Linked DNA regions of Drosophila melanogaster: region 1 is linked to region 2. A link is a contact called in public Hi-C data. All regions are on one chromosome and are shown on one strand. The core of a region is the stretch at or near the end of the contact, and the rest is flanking DNA. Distances in the headings are between cores, read along the strand shown. Region 1 holds the start of lncRNA:roX1 (long non-coding RNA on the X 1). Region 2 holds the start of Tlk (Tousled-like kinase).

The links. A called contact is a pair of places that touch in the nucleus more often than the background predicts.
Region 1: a contact with region 2 is called in a Hi-C map of the Kc167 cell line, with 1.8 times the contacts expected there. The contact joins the promoter of lncRNA:roX1 here to the promoter of Tlk in region 2. A contact is called at or near these places in 5 of 107 Hi-C or Micro-C datasets (the Kc167 cell line, the ML-DmBG3-c2 cell line and the S2 cell line).

What each region holds. Positions count from the first base shown.
Region 1 is chrX:3,858,807-3,863,498 of dm6, forward strand. It overlaps lncRNA:roX1 (long non-coding RNA on the X 1), which reads right to left and starts at 3,255. Exons shown (of 1, transcript NR_123784.1): 1 at 1-3,255. It overlaps yin (yin,), which reads right to left. Exons shown (of 6, transcript NM_001297915.1): 6 at 4,160-4,692. The coding sequence ends at 4,368.
Region 2 is chrX:3,716,687-3,721,641 of dm6, forward strand. Tlk (Tousled-like kinase) reads left to right here and starts at 3,321. Exons shown (of 9, transcript NM_001144680.3): 1 at 3,321-3,418; 2 at 4,690-4,955. The coding sequence starts at 4,890. It overlaps Rala (Ras-like protein A), which reads right to left and starts at 2,949. Exons shown (of 6, transcript NM_080324.4): 1 at 2,677-2,949.

The sequences.
Region 1 (4,692 bases), core at 2,005-4,504, 140 kb after region 2:
TAGCTTCACGTTGAATCCCATGCCGATTCCCAAAGAAATCCACATAACATTCGCTTTATTGTGCTCCGCAGTATAAACATATTTTGTTTCTTTGTGAATCGGCTCAGGCGTATAACGATTTCAATTTTCTTTTTATAGTTTGGGCACTTGGTGAAGATTCGTATAACGTTTCCACACATTTTTACTTGCTTTGGCTGTGTTCATTTCAACATCTTTTTAAGAACTGCGTAGAACGTTGATCAGCAAGTTTTTATTTGTTAGTAAATGTGTTTTTCTTTTCTTTTTTTTTCATTCCTTTTTTTTAGTTATACTTCTTGAACCGTAATGAATGCATAGGCTTTCAATACCGTTCCATTTATTCGTTTTACGCAGTTCAAAATATTGTTTAAATGTGATTCCCATTTCGGAAAACGATTTAAAATTACGCCTTTTAATGCGTTTTCCGAAACACGAACCTTATATAAGAATAGTATGGTTGGTTATTCGGGTGGGACAAAAAAGGATCTGTCAAAACATGGAAAATTATTAGAAAGTCAAGGAAGGGGACTGGGTAAAATACAACGGAAGTTAATTAGATAAAACACAACATAAAATAAAAGGAACAATTAAGAACAATTGACGAGGTGCTGAACACTGAAGGGGTTAGTTCACAGAACACGATCTACTTCTGGTCGGATCTGAAAGATAGCAAACTGGTTAGTATAATCTTCTCTTGTATTAGGCGGAGCTTCTTGGCTATGGCCTGATGTGGGGTTGGACCGGATTTCATAGGCTTTGTTACACCTGCTTGCATATCACATTCAGGAGAAAGCACAAGTCTGTAATGGGTTTCCTCTTCTGCAGGACATTTGCACAGAAAAGGTTCAATTGAACAGAAAAAAATTCTTGGCACAATGTTTCAAGCTCAAGCAGGGACCAACGAAGAAAAGATGACTTTTGAATGAAAACTGAGGTTCAAGAATTAGCCAGTCAATGTTTAAGAAAATTAATGAAAAGACTGCGGGAAATCGACTCGAATATAGGGAATTAAAAACAAAAATCAATTTAAAACTTTGGCTCCGCGAGGCTCCAAGTTTCGTCTCTGTTCAAAACTCATCTGAAAGAACACACAGCATAGAAATATGTTAATAATCAAGGCCAATAGAATAATAGCTTTTGCTTGAATCCCGGGTGGATACGCATTGTAGGTGCCCGGTGTAAGGATATTTTTATTTCTTTTAAAATTTTTTATTTTTTATTTTAACAAGCTTTGCCATAAGTTTAAGCGAATATTTTCAGCCATTCGCAAATCAACTGCTGGTCAAACGATTGAACAGCACTTAATTCGCTTTTTGATATTATTTTTCATCTTTCGTTTAGAAAACGCATGTTTTAAACATCCGTTTGCAAACATTTATTCACTTTTATACGTTTTCTTCTACGCATAACTTTAGGCCAGCTTGTATAACAGTTTCACAGTGGCCTCTTTTAGAACTTTTTATTTTTATAGGTTTTTTTTACAGGCTTTGTCTGGCCTATTTCCTTTAGTTGGGCCCCTACTCAACGTTTTCCAAGAATCGAAGACAAAAACTCACCTCCTGGCAGTTAATTTAAGGGCTTTTTCAGTTAATAAACTGATTAATTTCTGTAAGCAATATTTTGGTTAGTTGAAAAACTAAGGCACAAAATCAAAGCAAAATCAAAATGTCCCTTTTCGAGCGATTTCTGAGTACTTGTTCAAATGGTAAAGCAGAAGAAAAAATAGGCTAGACTGATTCATGAATGAATATTTTGTGTGAGGCTTTTGTGATGAATAGTTCGTTTAGTAGCCTAGCTTGAGATTTTGAACAGTGCTAACGTGGATAAAACTTAATAGATTCGATGGCCTTCAGTTGGTGGATAACCATTTCAGTTTAGATTTCTTTGCTCATTTCAAAAATCTATGCAGTGGCAGTTTCTTCTGGGTGTAGCTTCTTGGCTTTTAGATCTTACTTAAGCGGCGGCATGGCTCCTAAATCTTCTGGCTTCTAATTCCCTCAAAACAAATACTTCAGTCACTACTATCACAAAAATTGATGAGTTCCTAGGGCAGTGATAACTAACAATTTCAAATGAAAAAGAATCTCTACATTACTGCTTTGCACGGACCAGAAATGGACTTTGATGAAATGTGAAAAGTGGTGAACGTTACGATGACACTTATTGTGACTTTAATAGAGCGCATAGCTCTTGCTTTTGTCAACTTCTGTTTGAGTTATAGCTGCTTTTGCAGTCGTTTACTGCATTATGGCGATTCTACGCTCCTGGCCGAGCATTTCTTACAGATTTGGCCGGTCTTTCCAGAGCGGAGCGGTATTCGTGAGTGCGGTCTGAACTTTTTCCTTTCCGAGGGATGCCCATGCCGTTATACGCAACTTTCGATGCGTCGTTTATTGCTTATAGGGGTTATATGGCTTTACCGCTCTCTTTCGGGACTTGCAGTCCGCCCTATGGCCGTCTCACTCACCCGCTTGCGATGCAAACGCCTGGCCAGCCCGATAGAGAGTGATGGAGAGAGGGAGCCGTCTCTCCTTGTCTACAGTATCATTGTCTCGCTCGCATCCGCGTACCGCCACATGCATCCGATAGAGGTATGCGTACGCGTCTTCTCGAAACGCAAGTGGCGACAAGCGGACGCTTTGGGTTCATTTGTCTCTTTCGTTCCGGCCAGAATTTTCCATCTCAAGCGTTTTCGTTACATTACTTTTCGGACAGGAAAACCCTGTCCGGCTTTATGGGCCATAGGGTCTTTGTAGGTCTGCAAGGTTCAGTTTATATGGGGCTCATCCACTCCGCTGGCAGTGTCACAAGTTGCACCACTCGCACCACTTTCGCTACTTCGGATAGCCGCGTCTTCGATGCCTCGAAGACGCCACCCTTAAGAATTGCAGCTCAGGCGAAGAATCTCTTACTTTTTGAGTGTTTCTTGTGTTCATTAAGGTTTAATGAATCTATGGAGCGAGTAATGCGCTTGAAGCTGTGTTTATCTGGTCACATGTATTGAATTGAAGTCGAATTTTTAAGGTTGGGGTTGCCAAGAAGTTATCACTGCCCGATGGAGCACATCTCGTTGCTGTTGCGTTAGGTCACCCTATCAGTAGCAGTACACACTCTAGCTAATTTCACCTTTAAAAAAAAATGCACTTTAAAAAAAATATAACAAAAATTCCACACTCCTCCGGGAAGAGTTTCTTACGAGAAGTTTCCACTTAGCCATGCCGCCAAAGACTGATGATCGATTTAGCAGCGGTGGCAAGAATGTAGCCTCGGTTTTCGGGGACTTCGCCTACCTGAGTCCAGTCCAACCCCTATAAGCCATTTGGGTTAGGTTCCCAGGGTTTTTCTATTGTCCGGACTCGTCAAGGCCACGAAGTGCAGCTGCCACAGGCACGTTTTCTGGTTTTTGCCTGGATGCCTGCATTCTAAATGGCTTCTTTGGGATTGCTGCACGATGATGGCAATGCCGTTTGATGAATTTTCTTTCGACGCTACATCTTGCCAGAGATTTCGATTTTTTGGTGATTTTTTTTTTCAATTTAAATTTAATTTTAAAAGGGCAGGCCCTGGTAACTAACACTTTTCTTCGGTGACTACGCATTAAATGCTTGTCGGCGAAAAAACGAGGGCCATTAGGGCTGCCACTTGTCGAAAAAGCCGAAGGGGACAGCTCGTATATGAAACTACGCCCATGTCTTCTAATATCTGCACGCTTTTCGGGTGTGGTGCCCTGGTCTCTGATTAAATTTACTTACAACTGCTGTTAATTTGCCTTACCAACTGGCCTAAACGTATCAAACAATTTACTATTACCGATCGATCACTGGATATTTCACTTAATTTCCATTTTCCACTCCGAACGTAATTGTTCTACAAGATACAGTTCACAGCGAACAGAAATCCCACAGTAACTTTTTCCAACGAGCCGGTAACGCCGCACAACTGCATTTCTGTTATACATGCATTGCACATAACAGCTAACATTAACAGCAATGTTTGGGACACAGTTCAGTTTCAAACCCTAACTGAAGTTTTAAATTGTTGATAGCCAGTTAGCTAATATTATTGTATTGTAAACATATTTTAAAAAGTAAACCGCAGTGCCAATTATAATAATTAATAAGTATATAAATGCCAAACATTTGTAATAAAACGTATAAAATGTATTTACAAAACAATTGGGTAAAAAATGCATCTACAGAATACTCGTACAAACGAACGTATTTACAGCCAACTACATATATAAATAAATGCGAACAAATAAAATAAATAAAAGGGCTAGCTACGACTAAATGCGAATGCGGGCGACGCTGTCGATATGGGTATGGACTTTAAGTACGAAAATCGGACATCTAGGCCTCCGAGAAATCGTTGTCGTAGGCGTGATTGCGGTAGGCCCCGTATCCTGGTTCCGCCTCAATGCCGTTTGTTTTCCTTGCGGTAGTATCAACTGTAGTGGCTTTGGGCTTCGACTGCATAACACTATCGATTGTCGCATCATCGTCGTCCTCGAAGTCCTCCCGCTGATCCTTGTACTGGTAGCTGCGGGCTAGCCACAAGAAGATCATCATATCCACTAGCATAAGGCTGGCGAACAGGGTGAACTCTCCGGATTGCGAGCTGGTGAACTTGAATTCGGCAATCACCACGACTAGCATATTGCCAATGGCCACCGAG
Region 2 (4,955 bases), core at 2,071-4,570:
AAAAACTAAAAACTTATTTCACACCGAGTGGTATATGAAAAATAGGTACATATATGTACGAACAATGCGTGGGAAGTGTTTTCTGAAGCGAGGAGAGCATAATTAAAACCTAGGCATAGTCAGCTGTGATAAAAGATCTTGAAATGCGATGGAGCAACAACAAAAGCCATGGGGAAACACTTGAGAGCCTGGGCATAAAACAAATAAAACCTGTATAAGGCAAATGTGTTGAGAGAACTTTGGAGATGCTGATACGATGATGTAACAAACTAAAGTCAGCTAACAAATATGTGATTGCGCGCGCGACTTTGTCAAGAATCGTTTGTTGGAAGAAATCTCAAGATTTTCAAATGTTAAATGCTTTACAAACGGATATCGTAGATCGTTGGTAACGGGCGATTAATCATTTAATTGGAAAATAACAAAGTCATTACACGTATTTAATGCACAATTCATTGATAATCAGGTATATAAAACGTATTTTGAAGACATTCGGCAGACATATTTGGCCATTATGGACAATTATCATCAAGTGTGTATAACTTTTGCATTAGGCCAACATTATTATTCGTAGAAAACAAACTTTAATGTTGGCCATAATGGACTTGGCCTAGAAGAAACATAGAAATAGAACCCATTTCCGTGATTTGTCTCCCTTGACAAAACTCCATTAGAAGTGAAATTAGAGCAAATCACAGCTTGATGGCTATAAATTAGGCTAAGTTGGCCGACTTGCGCTATCTTCTCCCTTCTGGCCAAGTTAGCAAACATGCCGGAGATGCCGAACAAAAGATGAGAAAACTACATATATACCAAAAACTGTGTCACTGCGAAAGATCGTGAAGATTATGAGTCAGTGTTTTCAACTCTATTGTTAATCTATTCTCGCCTGCCAGAGAATTATATTTGAAAAGGTCAGAGGTGAAACAGCTAACAAATTGCTCGGCTATATCTTGCAAATAATGTAAGATTTTGTTTACACTTTTGATAACGATTAAATTTCTCTGGAATATGAATGGCTCATATTCTACAGACCGATCTGAAATCAAAACTGGTTTCGCATTTTGTAAATAATAAGGCAAACTACACAAAGAGCAGTTATTGATTATTTAAGCACTCAGTTTTAAAGGAACTGAGAACGCATTTTTTTTTGACATACTTCAGCTATTCACTTCCCCCCGTTCGCATTTCGTTCAATTGGTGAGAGCTTTTAACGCCCCTTGGCAACCAAACAAACAAACAAATAATTAGGAAATGTTGGTGAAAGGGGGAAAGGGGTCAACACATACGATTAAGTGAGTCATAGATAAATGAAATTATTCAATATAAAACAAGCTGGCACTCAAATTGATCTTGAACTTGAGCCTAATTAGAAACTGTAAAACCATTTTTCTGTGTCACGTTTTTCAGTTTTCCTCATTTGCTTTAGGCGTGTTGGATAAAAAGATGGAACATTCAGATGCGCATAAAGTTGAAGCGGATTAACTAACGATCACCATCATGATGATCTAACGCTAATGTCAAAATGGTTCTCCGATTAGCAACAGAACCCGAAAATCGGCACGTTCGTGGAGATAATGAGAAATGGGGAAAGGGAAAGATGGTAGCGGAAAACGGGTCACTGTGAGAAAATAACGCCACAGAGCGAATGCCATCAAAAGCGATCTCACAAAATAACAGAGATTAAAACCAGACACCGTTTCTGCGAATTTTCTTGCATTTCAAACGACAATTTTCGAGTGCCAAAGAAGGTTCTTAGAAATTCGAAATATGTGATTAATGAAGAAATGTGCTTAATAAACTTGTCATTTAAAAAAAAACTCAACTGTATTTAACTGTTGGTTAAATAATATTTGTATAATGTTAAATTATTACTAATACTTGGGAAAATTCGGCAAATGTTATTTAGAGCGGCGTAAACGAGATCCCAAAGCGGAATTGGGATAAAGAGAAGTTTAAAAAGCAAAGGGGCGATGGGGGCGTGTGCGTGCTTGCTTGTGTGTGTGTGTTTGTGTGTATGAGTCAACGCGCAAAATGCGGGCGGCGACTGCACCTTGCACACCCCGCAAAAAGAGAGGGCGATAAAGCAGGAGAGAGCGGCAGCGAGAGCGAGAGAGAATAAGGTCAAGCGGGGTGCGGCAACAAATATTTCTGCTGATAGCCGTTGATAAAAGGCTCTCGCCGCCCTTCTCCTTTTCTTTCTCTCTCTCTCTCTATCTCTCGCTCTCCGTGTGCTCATCAGTCCGCTCCTTTCCTTTATTTTGCTGAATGGAGCACACACACAAAAATGCCAAGCGCAATACCTTTTATTTAGTTTACATTTAAATATTCAACAAAGCAAATAGCAGCAGAAAGATTTCACTGCTGAGTTTTTTTTTCACCTCTTGCTTTGCTCACACACATATACACACACACACACACACATCCACTTTCTTCGACGTCGACTGCAACGCCGGCAGCGGCGCCTTTTGGCGGCTTTTACAAATTTTGTTTATGAAACAAAAAACCCCTGTGTATATTCCTTTCTGGGATTTCATCGGTGTATACACCCAGATAAAAAGAAAGAATCTTTCCACACGGCAGACATCATGAAGAACAACATACGAAATATGCGTAATCACTCTATAATGCTTTAGCTGTAAATGCTTTTGCTTCTCTTTCCTCCTTTTTGCGTACTTCGTTTTCTTCCTTCCTTTTTATTGTATTTTGCGCGTCCGCTTTGGCCTGTCGCTTCGTTTGTTGTTGCTTTGCTGTGTTATCTCGCACTTGATGCACTAAACTAAACAAAAAAGTTACAGGCGCGATCGGAGAATCGGCAACTGATGAATTAACAGGATCGGAACGCAACAGTAAATTGGCTGCTTTTCGGTTTCTCTTCTCGTTCGCCGCACACCGCAATTAAAGTTCCGTTGGTTTTGCTTGCTTGAAAGAAACTAGTGTGAAAGTGGAAAAATACCACAGAGGTGCACCAATGTGACCGCTCTGCCATCGATCAATTATACCAAGCACAAGCATCACTAAGAATAACACAAAAATACCAATAAGTTCCGTCTTATATTGAGGTGGGTGTGATCGCTAAGGCTGGTGGGTGTACTCGCTTTGCTGGTTGATGTACTCGATAGGCGAGCGAGCGAGTTGTGCACTCGCTGGCGAGCGGTTTAAGTATCCGATAACTATGGTTGGTGCACACGCTAAGTAACAAGTGACCGCTAAACTGCTACTTTAACAGACACAACTGTGCATGTTAAGCGCACTCATCGTTCCGCCAGATGGCTTCTTTGCACACTCGTTTCGGTATTTTTTTTACACCAACTTACAGTATATTTTTAGGCCATTTCTGCGTGTGTGCGTTCGTGTGAATATTGTGAATATTTTTTTTACTGTGAAAATAGACAAAAATCGGCTGTGGAAAACCGAAGTAAACACATTTGGGAATCATGGCGATTGGCCCTTAACCTTAACCCTTAAGTGTCGTGCCGACAGTGCCACGCCACAAACCCAAATCCCAAAGAAACAAAAGCGAAAGAAAAAAAAAAAAGAACAACAAAAAGCTATAGTTGCAGCCTCTGAAAGTTTAAGACAATCGCCGATCCGATCGGAAGCGGAAGATATATGCTCGCCACACCAAATGGCATGGTAAACACCTCTCGTTCCTCTAAATGTGATGTCGATGTCGGAAAAGCCGTAGAAATCGTACAATTCCTAAAATCGCAAACTTAACCTCGCAGCGTTGTGTGCAAAAACGGAGAGGGGTGGGGGGGAAACAACGGAAAAAAAAGGCAACGCAAAGCAAAGCAAACGAAAAGCGAAGCGTGTGCGAGCGAGAGGCGAGTGAATAGCATTGTTGTTATTGTTGTAGTGACTTTTATTTTATCTCAGCCGGCGATTTAATTCTCTCGCACTCACACATATTCACGCGAATAAAAGTAAATTCAAATAAATACACTCGCAAAAACAAATTGGCACCGGTAACAATTCAAAAAAACTTATGCACATGTGTGTATGTGTGTGTGTGTGTGTGTGTGTGCACTTAGGAGCAGTTGGAGGCGTGGCATGTGTGTATGCCAATTAGTACGGCTAGTTGTTGGGTCGTTCATTTTGCTCCTTCCCGCTATCAGACTCGCTCTTTGCCCTGCATTTTCTCGCCGAGTGCAAAAGGAAAATAACAAAAAACCTCACTCCAATTGGAGATTCGAGATGCCGATCTCTAAAGCGCAGGCAGGGCAACAACAAAAGCGCCAAGAAGAAGACGGAAAAGGGAAAGATTCGAACTAAAACCTATTGGGATTTCATCTTGGAACATTAACCCTTAGGCGGGCTGAAATGTTGTTTAAATCATATTGAGAAATTTCCCAATAAAAGCGTATTGCATTTAAAAGGATGCCAAGTTTTTCAATTATACAAGTGTAGTTTATGAGCGTGTTTTTAATGAAATACCTAAACATGGCCAGGTTTTGGCAAAACCTCTGCTTGCATTCAATTATAGCACACACAATTATTTCACTGAAACTCAATTGATAATACAATACATATTTGGTAATTTCTTGTTTGCTGCTATGAGCAAAACAAAAACGTTGATAAGATGAAATGCCTTTAGATAGGGGCCTTTATATAAGCCACACAGTGCGTGCTAAAAATATGCATGTGGCAAATTAGTGATATTAAATTGTTATTTATTAATTTTTTCAGATGAATTTGTCACTTTATTATTGCCATGGCTCTGACAAATCTTGTCGCACTCGTTGCCGACATTTGCAATCGATCAATATTAAAATATTGAATAACTAAACCAACCACGAGCTAAAAGAAAAATTTCAGAAAAACTTTTGTATCTGAATCGAAAACAAAAAAAAAAACAAATTCCTATCGGCGCTTATAATCACAAAGTAATGGATCAATTTCAAACTTCACTAAATCCGCGGAAACTCGAGCTTCTGGAGTCTCGAATTACTGGA